Linked DNA regions of Pan troglodytes: region 1 is linked to region 2. Evidence: chromatin contacts called from public Hi-C data. All regions are on one chromosome and are shown on one strand. Each heading gives the region's core, a stretch centred on a gene start, on an enhancer-like site or on the middle of the called end of the contact. The rest is flanking DNA. Distances are from core to core; before and after follow the strand shown. Region 1 has its middle 37 kb from the start of CLDN23. Region 2 has its middle 140 kb from the start of PRAG1.

The links. Hi-C and Micro-C count contacts between places; a contact is called where the count stands out from the background.
Region 1: a Hi-C map of stem cell-derived neural progenitor cells shows a contact between it and region 2, with 5 times the contacts expected there. The contact joins two enhancer-like sites. A contact is called at or near these places in 1 of 7 Hi-C or Micro-C datasets (stem cell-derived neural progenitor cells) and 1 of 1 other capture datasets (stem cell-derived neural stem cells).

Annotation. Positions count from the first base shown.
Region 1 is chr7:14,642,776-14,650,103 of NHGRI_mPanTro3-v2.0_pri, forward strand. No RefSeq gene overlaps it. Among named protein-coding and RNA genes, the nearest start is that of CLDN23, 37 kb to the right of the region's middle. Within about 2 kb of position 3,321, at least 8 of the 24 cell types and tissues checked have an H3K27ac peak or open chromatin away from gene starts, as enhancers often do. A contact at or near this core is called in stem cell-derived neural progenitor cells and stem cell-derived neural stem cells, where this site is marked.
Region 2 is chr7:14,510,969-14,518,324 of NHGRI_mPanTro3-v2.0_pri, forward strand. No RefSeq gene overlaps it. Among named protein-coding and RNA genes, the nearest start is that of PRAG1, 140 kb to the left of the region's middle. Within about 2 kb of position 1,468, at least 3 of the 24 cell types and tissues checked have an H3K27ac peak or open chromatin away from gene starts, as enhancers often do. A contact at or near this core is called in stem cell-derived neural progenitor cells and stem cell-derived neural stem cells, where this site is marked.

The sequences.
Region 1 (7,328 bases), core at 2,071-4,570, 130 kb after region 2:
GTATACATCAGACACTACCTCCTCAAGCTCTGCATTTCACCGTAGACTGGTGACCCATTCAGGACCCCTATCTCTGCAGGAGAGAGCTCTTCTCTTTCTTTCACCTATTAAACTTCTGCTCTTAAGCTCACTCTTTATGTCTTAATGTCCTAGTTTTCTGTGGCTGTGAGACAACGAACCTCAGGTATTTACCCCAGACAACGATGCCACTTCACAATTAGAGGTTTTTTAATATCACAAGTACTTTTGGTTTGTATCCTGAACATTTTCAGTATTATGCTGGGTCTTGTTTCTATCTGCCAGTTCTATGGCTCTTAGAATTCTGGTGTTGTTCCCTGATTTCCTACTGTTATTTATTTTGCAGAGTTTTCAAATAGCTGTCATTGTACCCTGTCCAGGGTTTCAGAGTTGGGCTTAGTGGGAGGTAGGCAGAATTCTAAGCTGGGTCCCAAGAGTCCTACCCCCTGGTTACATGTTCATTATGAGCCCCTTCCCTTGAATGTGAGCAGGATTTGTCGGTACAATGGAATACCACTCCCACAATTATTTTGCTTTATATGGCAGAAGAGATCTTGCAGATGTAATTAAGATCCCTAATCAGTTGACTTTGAATTAATAAAAAAAAAAGATTATTCTAGATGAACCTAATCTAATCGGATGAGCCTTTAAAAGGAGTCAGAGAATTTCAAAGCCAGATAGATGTCAGCCTTGAAGATGCAGCCTCTGTCAGTTCTCCAGTTGCAAGGAAATGGATTCTGCCAACAGCCACATGAGCTTGGAAGAGAACCCTGAGCCTCAAATGTGACCCCAATTGACACCTGATTGCAGACTTGTAAGAACTGGGGCAGAAAATCAAGCCAGCTGTGGTGGCTCACACCTATAATCCCAGCACTCTGGAAGGCCGAGGCAGGTGGATCACTTGAGGTCAGGAGTTCTAGACCAGCCTAGCCAACATGGCAAAACCCCATCTCTACTAAAAACAAAAATTAGCCAGGCGTGGTGGTGCATGCCTGTAATCCCAGTTACTTGGGAGGCTGAGGCAGGAGAATTGCTCGAACCTGGGAGATGGAGGTTGCAGTAAGCCAGGATCGCACCACTGCACTCCAGCCTGGGTGACAGACCAAGACTCTATCTAAAAAAAAAAGCAATAAAAGAGAACTAAGGCAGAAAAGCCTGCCAGGACTTCTGACGTACAGAAACTGTGGCTCAAGCAATGATGTTGCATTAAACTTCTTCTTCTTTTTTTTTTTTTTTTAAAAGACAGGATCTCACTCTGTTTCACCCAGCCTGAAGTGCAGTGGTGCAATCTCAGCTCACTGCAACCTCCCAAGTTCAAGCGATTCTTCCACCTGGAGTAGCTGGGACCCCACCCCAACCAGCCATTTTTTGTATTTTTTGGTAGATGCAGGGTTTCACTCTTTTAGCTAGGCTGGTCTCGAACTACTGACCTCAAGTGATCCACCTGCCTTGGCCTCTCAAAGTGCTGGGATTACAGGTGTAAGACACCTTGCCTGGCCAATCTTCTATTTTTATAGCAGTTTATTACACTGCAAAATTTAATAGACTTTATCCTACGTGAAACTGTGTCTTAAAAAAGAAATTCTAGCTACTCTATGTTTGAGCAAATGTTATCCTTTAAGTATTGATTAATACTCAATAAGCTTTCTAACAAAGCTCTTTGTTGATTTTCCTTCCTCTGTATTCCCAATATAGAATTAGGGAAATAACTTAAAGATTCAGATCTCCTCAACATCAAATTTCCAGCAGTGTAGACTCTAGCAGCTCATCTTTGTGCAATTACAAGCTGCTTCATTACTTCTTTTCCTTTGCCCTCTTGGTTCATCAAGCTCACTGAGTTTTATGAAAGAAAAGCTAATCTTGCTATATAATTGCATTAATTATTGCCACATGAGCCACTCAGCAGGGGCAAATAGCAAGCCTGGTATAATGAGTAAACTAGAAGAAGTAACCATTTATAGCCACTCATAGGATAGGCCAAGTCAAAGTCACCATGAAATGATAGGTTGTTTTCTCCAAAACATGACAGCTACCAAAAGAAAGTATAACTTTCATTTAAGATATGCAAGGTGGCCAGGCTTGGTGGCTCCTGCCTATAATCCTAGCACTTCTGGAGACCAAGGCAGGAGGATCACTTGAGCCTAGCAGTTCAAGGCCAGCCTCGGCAACATAGTGCGACCCTTGTCTCTACAAAAAATACAAAAATTAGCCAGGCATGGTGGCACATGCCTGTGGTCCTAGTTACTCGGGATGCTGAGGTGGGAGAATCACCTGAGCCAGGGAAGTCGAGACTGCAGTGAGCTGTGATCACAACACTGCACTCCAGCCTGGGCAACAAAGTGAGATTTTGTATACATATATATATATATATGCAAGGTGTCATATCCATTCAATCTGCATGTGGGGACACAGACAACACTGAAACACTGTAGCTTTTTTTTTTTTTTTAGCTGGAGTCTTGCTTTGTCGCCCAGGCTGGAGTGCAGGGGCACAATCTCAGCTCGCTGCAACATCTGCCTCCGAGGTTCAAGTGATTCTTCTGCCTCAGCCTCCCAAGTAGGAGGGATTACAGGCACCTGCCATCATGCCCGGCCAAGTTTTGTATTTCTGTAGAGATGGGGTTTCACCATGTTGGCCAGGGTAGTCTTGAACTCCCGACCTCAGGTGATCTACCAGCCTCAGCCTCCCAAAGTGCTGGGATTACAGGCGTGAGCCACCGCGCCCGGCCACGAAGCAGCATATCTCTTGTGATGCTTCTTGGAGGGAAAAGCAATCTGTAATCAAATTGTTTGAGAACTGTTAATTACAAATAAACCCCTTCCTAGAGATGCACACTTAATAAAGATGACCCAGGTGTGTGCAGGAAAGAAAACTGTTTCACTTGAACTTCAATTTCATTCCAGAATTTCCCAATCTTATTTGATACATATTCTGTTCAGGTTTTAGAGTTGAGTTCAATGGAAGACAAGTGGAGATGTGTGCTTACTTCACACAGTAGGCAGAGTCATTTTGGAAGCAAACCTATCAAAATCCCTGGAAACTCAAATGTTTCTTCCTAGAAAATATTTTGGGAAATGTGGAGCTAGAGATTTAAATTCTTTCCATGTTTGTTTATCCTGTCCCCTCTTTCGGGTGATACTCCACTCTAGGTCAAGGGTTGATAATATGTCAAGTGGTGAGAAAAATTCCAAGCATAGCTAATGGAAATTGCCACCCCAACGTCACCCCCAGCTGATGTCAAGCACTCATGCAGTCCGTGGTCTCTGCAGATAAAAATGCATCCTCAGTGACTCAAGAATTCCAGGCATTCTGATCAGTTGTGTACTGTCTCCCCAAAGCATTCAACAGACATTCTCCAAGCACCTATCTTGCGCTAGGCTCAGTGCATTACCAGCAAGCATCCCAGGCAGGGCACTCATTTTGCAAGCTCGCAGAAAGTGTGGTCATGCCAAGTAAGTGTCCAGGAGGGATTATAACTCATGGGATTCTGGGGAAGAGGATGAGCAGCCAGCCTGGAAGGTGACAGACAGTCCCAGCACAAAAACCCTTCAACAAGGTCATGGGGTAAGAGCTGCCATCTCCCAGGCAGGGCTCTGGATGGGCCCGAATGGATGGGATAGCAAACTCACTCCGTAAAAGCAAAGGAAATTTGTGACAGGCATCAGCCACTGAAAAAAAATGTCTTCAAGTTGACAGCAGAGCAGGAAGTAGGAAAGGGAGAAATGGAAGAAACTGAAAGAATAAATTACTTTCCACTTTGCATTGATTCTAAGATGTAGATTTTTTTCACCTTTTAACAGCTCTGAATTCTCTGACATTGGAATAGATCGAAAGCATTCTACAATCGCCGCCCGCCAGGCGCCCACGTGACCTCGTTGTCTTTGCGGCATGTGCAAACTTGTTCACAGCTGTGGCTGTTGTCATCACTTCAGCGGGATTATGTGCACTGTTGGCACTTCATGTGCCGGGTTTAATTGCCATGTAAAATGCCTTCAGAAAGATTATACTATGATTCAGCATTGAAAGGAAAACTTAAGGTGTATTCAGAAGGTGAGGAGACAGAGCGGGTGGGGCGGGGGGGTACATACATTTGTTATTTGTGAAGTGAATATTCATGACGGGAGGAATGCTTGCAATTCCATATTCTCTTGCAGAACAAACCAAGTGCTTTACAACCTTGCTGCTCAAAGTGTGGTCCACAGACCAGCAGCATCGCCTGGGAGATGGATCGAAATTCTGAATTTCAGGCTCTGCCCCAAACCTACTGAATCAGGATCTGCATTTTAACAAAGTCCCATTGATTTGTAGACATATTAAAGTCTGAGTGCCCTGCTTTAGTGAACATAAAGTGAAGCTAATTCATACCGAATTATCGAGCTATAAAAAGGGAATGCCCAGCAGAAGCCAAGCAGTGCAGCTGAAGGCAGGGGAAATTGTCAAGCCCTTTAGAATCCATGAAAGAAATTCCAATGCAACAAAGAGGTTGGTGTGGCCAATTCACTCATCAGGCAGGCCTGTCATTAAGACACCATGTCATAGTCTCATTGACAATGATTTTTCCTCTCTTTGTGGTACATCAGCTAATGATGGAGCTTAAAATGAAGGACATTTTAGATTCAATTAAATACAGCAAGTGGTATTTCTCCAGGGCACTGTAAGAGATTAAAATAAAGGCATCTCCATCAGTGAGGCGGAGCTGGGAGGCAGCAGAAGATGGACAGTGCCACTGCAGTCCAAGCGGGAGAAGCAAGGACACTAGGAAAGTTCATGAGTCACCCAAGACCTGGCCAGGGCAAGGGAGGGACACATGGGGGCTGAGGTCCCTGTGACATTGCTGGTCGTGAACCATCCTGCCTGCATACTGCAGGTTCTAGAGCTACCTAAGACCTCCAACTAAAAATAATAATGATAATACTCAATTCCTTATTCTTTTCAAATAATTGTTAAAATTATTATTATTATTTTGAGGCACAGTCTCACTCCATCGCCCAGGCTGGAGTGCAGTGTCACTATCTCAGCTCACTGCAACCTCCACCTCCCGTTCAATAATTCTCGTGCCTCAGCCTCCCAGGGAGCTGGAAATACAGGCCTGTGCCACCACACTCAACTAATTTTTGCATTGTTAGTAGAGACGGGGTTTCACCATGCTGGACAGGCTGGTCTCAAACTCCTGACCTCAAGTGATATGCCCGCCTCGGCCTCCCAAAGTGCTGGGATTACTAGCATGAGCCACTGTGCCCACCCTCAAATAATTTTTATAGCCATTATTTTGTACTTCTTTCTTCAATAACTCTTAGTGTTTTAACCCCTCATCATCTCACTGAGCCCCAAAACAAACCCTAGGGAGAAGCAGCGTGAACTGAAGTCTGAAGTGTGGGCAGTACTGTCGTTTTCCCTGTGGAGATGGGGAAATATGTCTGGGATTATCCTGTTGGTAAATGGTGGAATTGGGATTAGAATCCCAGAATTCTGACAACGCTTTCATTTTTCATTTTATTAATTAATTAATTTTTTGAGATGGAGTCTCGATCTGTCACCCAGGTGGGCATGCAGTGGTACGATCTCGGCTCCCTGCCTCCCGGTTTCAAGTGATTCTCCTCCTCACCCTCCTGAGTAGCTGGGACCACAGGAGTGCACCACCACTTCAGGCTAATTTTTGTATTTTTAGTAGAGACAGGTTTTCGCCACGTTGGCCAGGCTGGTCTTGAACTCCTAATCTCAGGTGATCAGCCTGCCTTGGCTTCCCAAAGTCCTAGGATTATAGGCGTGAGCCACCGCGCCCGCGCTCTGACTATACTTTCGAAGTTCTAACTGGGAAGACATCTGGAGCAACTTGATCACCCCAGGTAATGGCAGAAGCCCTGACTCTTCCTTGGACCTCCTCTGATACCATCCTAGTGGGGAAGTAGAGGGACATGTCATTTCTTCCCTTGAAGGCAGGAATCTGGGCTCCCCATGTGGCCTCTGCTGACACTGCAAGGATGGAGCTCATCACAGGAGGGGAGAGAATGTCCCTGTTCGCTACTTAAACTTCTGTGACCCTATCCTGGCTGGGAGGTCAGGATGCCTTATTCCAGTGTCATGAGGATAGAAGCCCAGCCTCCCCATTCAGCCTTGCAAGGAGGGAGTTTTTGGTGGGGTTTATCTAGAAAAGAGCAGTGATTTCCCAAAATTTTCCATCTTACTAGCTTGTGTCTTTCCTTGTCCTTTAGCTAGAGAGAGCAGGGTTTTGTTGGTGCTTTCTTGCCTCTACCACTTGGGACTTCTGGGTTACTGGCCTTATCAGCTCCAAATCTGAGATATATGAGGCAGTCAGAGAGGGAGAGAAAGAAAGACAAGAGAGAAACCAGGACATCCTGGCTAACACCGTGAAACCCTGTCTCTACTAAAAAATATAAAAAATTAGCCGGGCGTGGTGGCGGGCGCCTGTACTCCCAGCTACTCGGGAGGCTGAGGGAGGAGAATGGCATGAACCCAGGAGGCGGAGGTTGCAGTGAGCCGAGATCATGCCACTGCACTCCAGCCTGGGCAACAGAGAGAGACTCCATCTCAAAAAAAAAAAAAGAGAAACCAGGGCATTCACCACTGTGTTGTTCCTCGGATCCTGGGGTTTCAAGCTGGTCTGCCTTCTTTTCTTTACCTCTCAGAGTTTTACTGTCTTTGACATGCAATGCCCATGATGTCCAGTTGTATTTAGTGGGAGGTATAGAAAACAGTGTGTCTACTCCATCTGCCCAGAAGCAGAAATCCTGCTTTCGCAAAAGAAGTTTAACTGGAGCAGAGCCTTGGCCCTTTCTTTACATGTTATCTGCAGCTGTTTCCCTGCTGCAACGCAGAGGTGAGCAACTGAAGGAAATCTGTGTTGAGTCCTCCTCCACAGCCTACTTCTTTACAAATTGCAGATTTTGGTTGCCTCTATGTAAAGCTATTCCATTACAGCCAATTCTCCATACTTCTAACACTTCTGCTAATTTCACATCTGCTGAGCCAGAAAGTTTCTCGCAGCTCCTTGAGCGTATCCTGTCTTGGAGCACAGGAGAGATTACAGCAGAATCTCTGCTTAAGTAACCTCGTTTCCTGACCACTGGATTCCACCCTTAGCAACAAATGGCAGACTCTCTAAGCTCCTCTGTGGTGGGTAGAAAATGGTTGCCCAAAGATATCAGGTCTGTGAAACCTGTAAATGATACCTTACAAAGAAAAGTCTTTGCAGATATGAGTGCGTGAAGGATCTTAAAATGTGGAGATTATCTTGGATTATCTGAGTGTGTCCTAAATGCCATCATGGTGGTTTTTGTTGTTGCTGTTGT
Region 2 (7,356 bases), core at 218-2,717:
TTAAAAACTCTTTTCTGTGGAGCTCCAGTTTTCTGAGAATTAGGTTTGTCTGAAAGCAGGAGAATCTGTTTTCTGTGGATAAGACTGCACACAAACCCCAAACCAGCGCTCAGGAGATAGTTGGCTCTGGAAAGAAAACAACACACAGAGAGAAAAATGCGAATGGATATAAACCTACGTTTTTATTGCGCAGTCAGGATAGAGAGCTTGGAAACATGAAACAAAATAGGGAGGGAGACAGTAAGGTCTTGCAAAAGTCTTAAGGGAGACAGAGTTGAAGGACTGTGTGTGTGGAGAGAGACAGAGAGAGTGAACAAGTCGGCTTGCGATGTTGTAGGCACCATGCTAGGTGCTGGGAGACAACGGTACTCTAGGAATCTATGATGCCGCTCAGATTTCCAACACAGCAAGGACTTGGATTAAGATGGCCTCCATTTAGGGGGGTACTCTTGGGAGGTAGTCAGCAGAGGTGCAATTCTTTATGAGTTGGCGGCTACCACCCAGTGCAAGAGGCTAAGATGGAAGCTCAGCAGGCAGGGAGGGGTCTTGGCATGGTGTCTGGGTCTGCCAGGTTTCTTGTGCTGAGACTGTAGAACAAAATTTTCTAAACCATCATGCTGGATGCTCTCAATAGGAAAATGGCAACAGCTGACTTTTTTTTTTTTTTTCAGAGGAGTCTCACTCTGTTGCCCAGGCTAGAGTGCAGTGGCGTGATCTTGGCTCACTGCAACCTCCGCCCTCTGGGTTCAAGCAATTCTCCTACCTCAGCCTCCCTAGTAGCTGGGATTACAGGCGTGCACCATCACGCCCAGCTAATTTTGTATTTTTAGTGGAGACAGAGTTTCACCGTGTTAGCCAGGCTGGTCTCGAACTCTTGACCTGAAGTGATCCGCCCACCTTGGCCTCCCAAAGTGCTGGGATTACAGGCGTGAGCCACCATGCCTGGCCAATGGCTGATTTTGGATGAGCAAACTTAACAGCGTTGACAGCAGAGGACAGGCTAAATGTGAGTCCAGTTTCAAACATGAGATGACCAAGGCATACAAAGTCAAATGATCATAGAGGTGGATGGCAGGCAGGATGGCATTAAGTGTTTGCGGCTAGAAAGTTTGCTTCTCATCTCACAGAAACACCCTTTCTGACAGCTTTGCACTGGCCATTGTCCAACTTTGGCAGGATGCCAAAAGACAAACTACCAAGGTCATGTGTACTTTCATTAGCAAGAGCTGCCAGAAGATAGGAGATAGGCAAAAATTCACCAACAGAGTAAAATTTTAAAAATCAGATGTAATTCTTGGCTTTATTTCTCACTCTTGATTAGCAGACATCCCTTTGGCCCTTTCCCTCCTTCCCCTTTCAATAATTCATTCTTCTTCATCACTCCTTCGATCCCTATGTTCGTGCCCTCTGCATTTTGCCAAACAAATGCTCATTGACTTCCACAGTGAATAGGCAGACATGCTAAAATATTCCCAGGGCAGCTATTTGCTTCCTTTGATCAGATGTAAAAATGTCTGGAATCCAGATTAGCATTGCAGCTATGGAAAAGAATTTCCAGGGAATCCTGACTCAGGTTTTAAAAGTGAATGCATCTAAGCATTCATCTGGACTATGAAAATAGAAATGGTCCTGGTCCCCAGGGGTCAAAGAGGATCCAGAATGTACTCAAAACTCCACCCAGCTTTCTGCAAGATATCCTCACAATTATGCACACGATGCTGTCCTGGTGGGATCTTGGAGAGTTTCGTGAATGGAGGCGGAAGAACTCGACTCCTCTTATTCATCAGCTTTTCCAGGAAGACTTTGCTTCTGCCCCTGCAAATGTGTAGCAGCAAATATACGACACATGTCTTACTTCCTCAGGACTAAAGAACAATGTTGAAACAAAGGCCAGAGAGAAGGTTGAGCTCTCACCCTGGGTGACTTTCAGGAGAGAGTCCTCTATGGAGTGGATTCGGCCTTGATTCTAGAAGGGATGAAATGTTCCATTCTACATCACTGGCGAGTCTAGCATAATGTGGGACCCGTGGACAAAGCTGTTGCAGCTTGGAGCAATCAGATCAAAGGTCATGTCCAGAAGGCGAACTCAGGTAGGTGGAGGACCAGGTCAAGTAGGGACAGAATCTCAAAGACAGTAGATCATCCCAATCAAAAAACAGGCTGAGGCTGGAAGGACCAGGTGGGGAACAAGTTGCGAAGGTGATCTCAGTAAACCATCAGTGAGTGCTTGCGGAGCAGGAACTTCCATGGTGTGGGCTCCTCTGTGAATGTTTTTGTTTTTGTTTTGTTTTGTTTTTTAGAGACAGGGTCTCACTCTGTCGTCTAGGATGAGGTGAGGTGCTGCAATCATAGCTCACTGCAGCCTCAAACCCCTGGGCTCAAGTGATCCTCCTACCTTGGCCAGGAGGACTACAGGTGCGCGTCACGACTGGCTATTTTTTTAATTTTTTTGTAGAAACAAGGTTTCACTATGTTGCCCATGTTGGTCTTGAACTCCTGACCTTATTCAGTTCACCTGAGTTGGCCTCCCAAAGTACTGGAATTACATGAGTGAGCCACCTCACATCTGGCCTGTTTTTGTATTTTAATTTGGTTGTCTTTGGTCCCCTCTGAGAGGAGGCAACTACTCTTAAAGACCCAGATCTGCTTGGGTGTGCGAAAGGTCTCACTGAGTGGCCTTGATACTGTGTATTTAGGCCTAATGAAGAAAAAGAAGAAAGGAAATCAACCTCCGCAAGTTGTCTACCACATTTCAAATTTCTTAAAAACCGTTATCTCAAAAAAAATGGAGAGAAAGTCTCCATTATCCTCACTTCAATGCACGATAAAACTGAGGCTCAGAGAGGTTCAATAACTAGCCAAAAGTCAACAGCTAGCAAATGGCGAATCCAGAATGGAAAAATAGCAATTTGTCCCAAAGATCATGTTCTTTCTTACTCACCATGTTCCATATACTCTAGAATTCCAAAATACTCTGGAACAGCAACTTGCAAACGTTTCGGTATTAGGACCCATTTACACTCTTAAAAATGACTGAGGACCCAAAAAGCTTTTGTTCATGTGGTTTATATTTATCAGTGTTTGCCATATTAGAAATTACAACAGAATTCTAAAAATATTTATTTATGCAGTGAAAATAAGAAATCCATTTCATGATAACATAAATACTTTATAAAAATAACTGTTTTCTAAAGAAAAGAGAAGAGTGGGCCGGGCGCGGTGGGTCACGCCTGTAATCCCAGCACTTTGGGAGGCCGAGGCGGGCGGATCACGAGGTCAGGAGATCGAGACCATCCTGGCTAACACGGTGAAACCCCGTCTCTACTAAAAATACAAAAAATTAGCCGGGCGTGGTGGTGGGCGCCTGTAGTCCCAGCTACTCGGGAGGCTGAGGCAGGAGAATGGCGTGAACCCGGGAGGCGGAGCTTGCAGTGAGCCGCGATCGCTCCACTGCACTCCAGCCTGGGCGACAGAGCGAGACTCCGTCTCAAAAAAAAAAAAAGAAAAAAAAAAAAAGAAAAGAGAAGAGTGGCACTGCACACTTTTGCAAGTCTTTTTAATGTTTAGTTTAAGGGAAGGCAGCTGGATTTTCTTAGCTGTTACTGCTTTCCATCTGCTGTGATGTCGTTTAGGTTGAAACACATGAAGAAAATGTGGCTTCCCACAAATATGTAGTTAAGAAAAGGAAGGAGTATTTATTTATTTGTTTGTTTATTTATTTATTTACTTTGAGATGGAGTCTCGCTATCACCCAGGCTGGAGTACAGTGGCATGATCTCCACTCACTGCAACCTCTGCCTCCTCGATTCAAGCAATTCTCCTGCCTCAGCCTCCCGAATAGCTGGGACTACAGGCCCACGCCACTGTGCCTAGCTAATTTCTTAAATATTTTTAATAGAGACGGGGTTTCACCATGTTGGCCAGGCTGGTTTCGATCTCCTGAACTCAAGTGATCTACCCACCTCGGCCTCCCAAAGTGCTGGAACTACAGGCGTGAGCAATAGCACCCGGCCAGGAAAGAGTATTTAAATAACCTTTTCAGATAATTAGAGGTACTTGTTTTTGAAGAAATATCGGATGCAGAATCTGAAATCATATGAATGAAGATTCCATGCTTTGTTACATTAAAATTGCTTTTAAAGATCTTTAAAAATGTATTTTTAAAGGTCTCTCTTGTGCTTTGAGTGGATCTTTTACCCATGCATGATTCTGTAACCTTATGTATTGGTCATCTGAAAATATTAATGATAGCATTCTTGATGGTAGCACATTTTATTTTCTATTACCTGAAAGTCAAAATGGGTTTTTTGTTTTGTTTTGTTTTTTGAGATGGGGGTCTTGCTCTGTTGTCCAGGCTGGAATGCAGTGGTGTGATCACAGCTCACTGCAGCCTCGACCTCTTGGGCTCAAACAGTCCTCCCACCTCAGCTTCCTAAGTAGCTGGGACTACAGGTGAGTGCCACCACATCCGCCTAATTTTTGTATTTTTTGTGGAGATGGGGTTTCACCATGTTGCCCAGGCTGGTCTCTGATTCCAGAGCTCAAGCAATCCACCCACCTTGGCCTCCCAATGAGCCGGGATTGCAGGGATGAGACACCATGCCTGACAAAAAGTCACAACTGCTAATATTGCCCCTGATCACTGCAGAAAAGTCTTCAAATATTGGAAGTATTTAGACATGGTTAAGCTCAAGATGGCAGATACAAGTTTTCCAAAAATCAACGTTTCTCTTGAAAGGTCAAATGTTAGCACTGGCAACAAATACTGTCAGTTTTCCTTGGAGTGACAAGTTCACTTCTTTCATTTTTGAGAATGTGTCTGCCAGATACCCAAGTCTGAATAACTATAGTTCATCTATCAGTCTTTTTTTTTTTTTTGACTGAAAAGTGATGTTCCAAAAAAAGCAGCCTGTTCAGCTCACAACTCAATTATACAAGCTTTCCCTCAAGTCAATTGTTACACTGAGGTGTGCAGTGGACATGCCTTATGTGTGCTTCCTATTGTGTCACATATTAAAAATATGTGACAAATTAAAAATACATACGCCACAGGGTGAAGATCTTTAAAGTTAATCATTTTTATGGCTTTATCAAAGACATTCTTAAGTAAAACTGGGATTTCGTTTCATTTTATTTTATTTCGGGTTCTATTTTTGTTTTTTGAAACAGGGTCTTGCTCTGTCACCCCGGCTGGAGTGCAGTGGCTTGATCTTGGCTCACTGCAACCTCTGCCTCCTGGGTTCAAGCAATTCTGCTGCCTCAGCCTCCTGCGTAGCTGAGATTACAGGCACCTGCCACCAAGCTCAGCTAATTTTTGTATTTTTAGTAGAGACGGGGTTTCACCATGTTGGCCAGGCTGGTCTCGAACTTCTGACCTCAAGTGTTCTGCCCACCTAGGCCTCCCAAAGTGCTGGGATTATAGACATGAGCTACTGCCCCTGGCCCCATTTCATTTCATTTTCACTGTGCATGTATGGTTGTAAAGAAAATAACTCTTAGTGCAGTTAGCTCCCACTGTCATGATTCATGCCAAGCCTCCAAGAGTTCTACCCACCATTGCATTTGTCCCATCCATACAGATGTTAATACAGTGAAAAAGCAAACAGGACCTTCATATTGTTAGAGAGATAGTTTTGACTTCGTGGAGCCACTGAAATGATTGCAAAGATCCCTGGCGGTGGTAGGGGGGTGTATTAGTCTGTTCTCATGCTGCTAACAAAGACATACCCCAGACTGGGTAATTTGTAAAGGAAAGAGGTTTAATGGATTCACAGTTTCACATGGCTGGGGAGGCTTCACAATCATGGTGGAAAGTGGAGGAGGAGCAAAGGCACATCTTACATGGTGGCAGATAAGGACATGTGCAGGGGAGCTCACCTTTCTAAAACCACCCGATCTCGTGAGACTTCTTCACTGTCACGAGAACAGCATGGGAAAAGCCTGCCCCCATGATTCCATTCCCTCCCACTGGGTCCCTCCCACAACATGTGGGGGGGGGACACAGAACCAGACCATAGTGGGGGTATCTATGAACTACTCTTTGAGAACCACATTCTAGAAGGACTGGGTGACCTCTGGAATCTGACATGACCCAGTCCTTCACGTGCGGGTTAGAGATACCAGGACTCAGGATCTAGGTAGCAGAATTCCCATCAGGCTTGGTCCCAAAATACTTCCTCTTCTCAAATTAGGTCCATTTCTAGCCTCATGGAACTTAACACATGAGTAGAGAGAGACAGACAATGAACAAAATAAATAAATAACATAGTATATCACAAAGGGATAAGGGCAGTGTAGAAAAGTAAAATGGAAAAAGAGACTGGGGTGGGGACGAGCTTTCCTATTTTAAACCGAGTGATCCTGAAAGCCTACCTTGGGCCTCCATTTAACCTCAACCACTTGATGAGACAAATCTTATTCCCATTTTAGAGATGAGGCAATTGAGGAACAGCTGGATTAAGTGATTTGTTGAGAGTCTCATAGCCAGTAAATGGCAGATCTGGGATTCAGACTCTAAAGCTTGATTCTCCCCACTGCACCTCATTCTCCCAGGTCTATAACAGGTCTCAAACATTAACTTCTAACTTAAGACCCAGCAACAATTCATTTTTTTTCTTTTTTTAAAACAGGGTCTCACTTTGTCACCCACACTGGAGTGCAGTGGCTCGATCATAGCTCACTGCAGCCTCGAACTCCTGGGCTTAGGTCATCCTCCTGCCTCAGCCTCCTGAGCAGCTGGGATTACATGTATGCATCACCATGCCTGGATTTTATTTTATATATTGTATTGTATTGTATTGTACTGTATTGTATTGTATTGTATTGTACTGTACTGTACTGTATTGTATTTGTAGAGATAGGGTCTTGCTTTGTTGCCCAGGCTAGTCTGGAACTCCTGGCTTCAAGCAATCCTCCCACCTTGGCCTCCCAAAGCACTGGGATCACAGGTGTGAGTCACTACATCCCTGGCCCTGCAACGTTTCTAATTTGTCGCCCCAACTTTGATGTTCTAAGTCTATTTAGGGAAACACGATGACAATTTTTCAAATGGAAAAGATGAGCAAGGAAAAAGGCACAGTAACCTCAGAAGACACCAAAATGTACATTTCAGGGAAAATCCTGTGTTTGACCATTAGACCTTTGAGTGGATCTCCTTGTAGACACTGGATTTCACCTCTTTGTTTATTCTCTGAGTGTTTAGGAAGCATTTTCTTTGTGTTGTGCATGATGGTGGGTGCTGGGGGAGGAGCCCTACTTCCTATGCTGTAGCAGCTCACAGTTTTAGAGGAGAGGGAGAGAGGAATCAGAGAACATTCCAAAGGCAAGGGGAACCTCACAACCTTAACCAGCAGCATT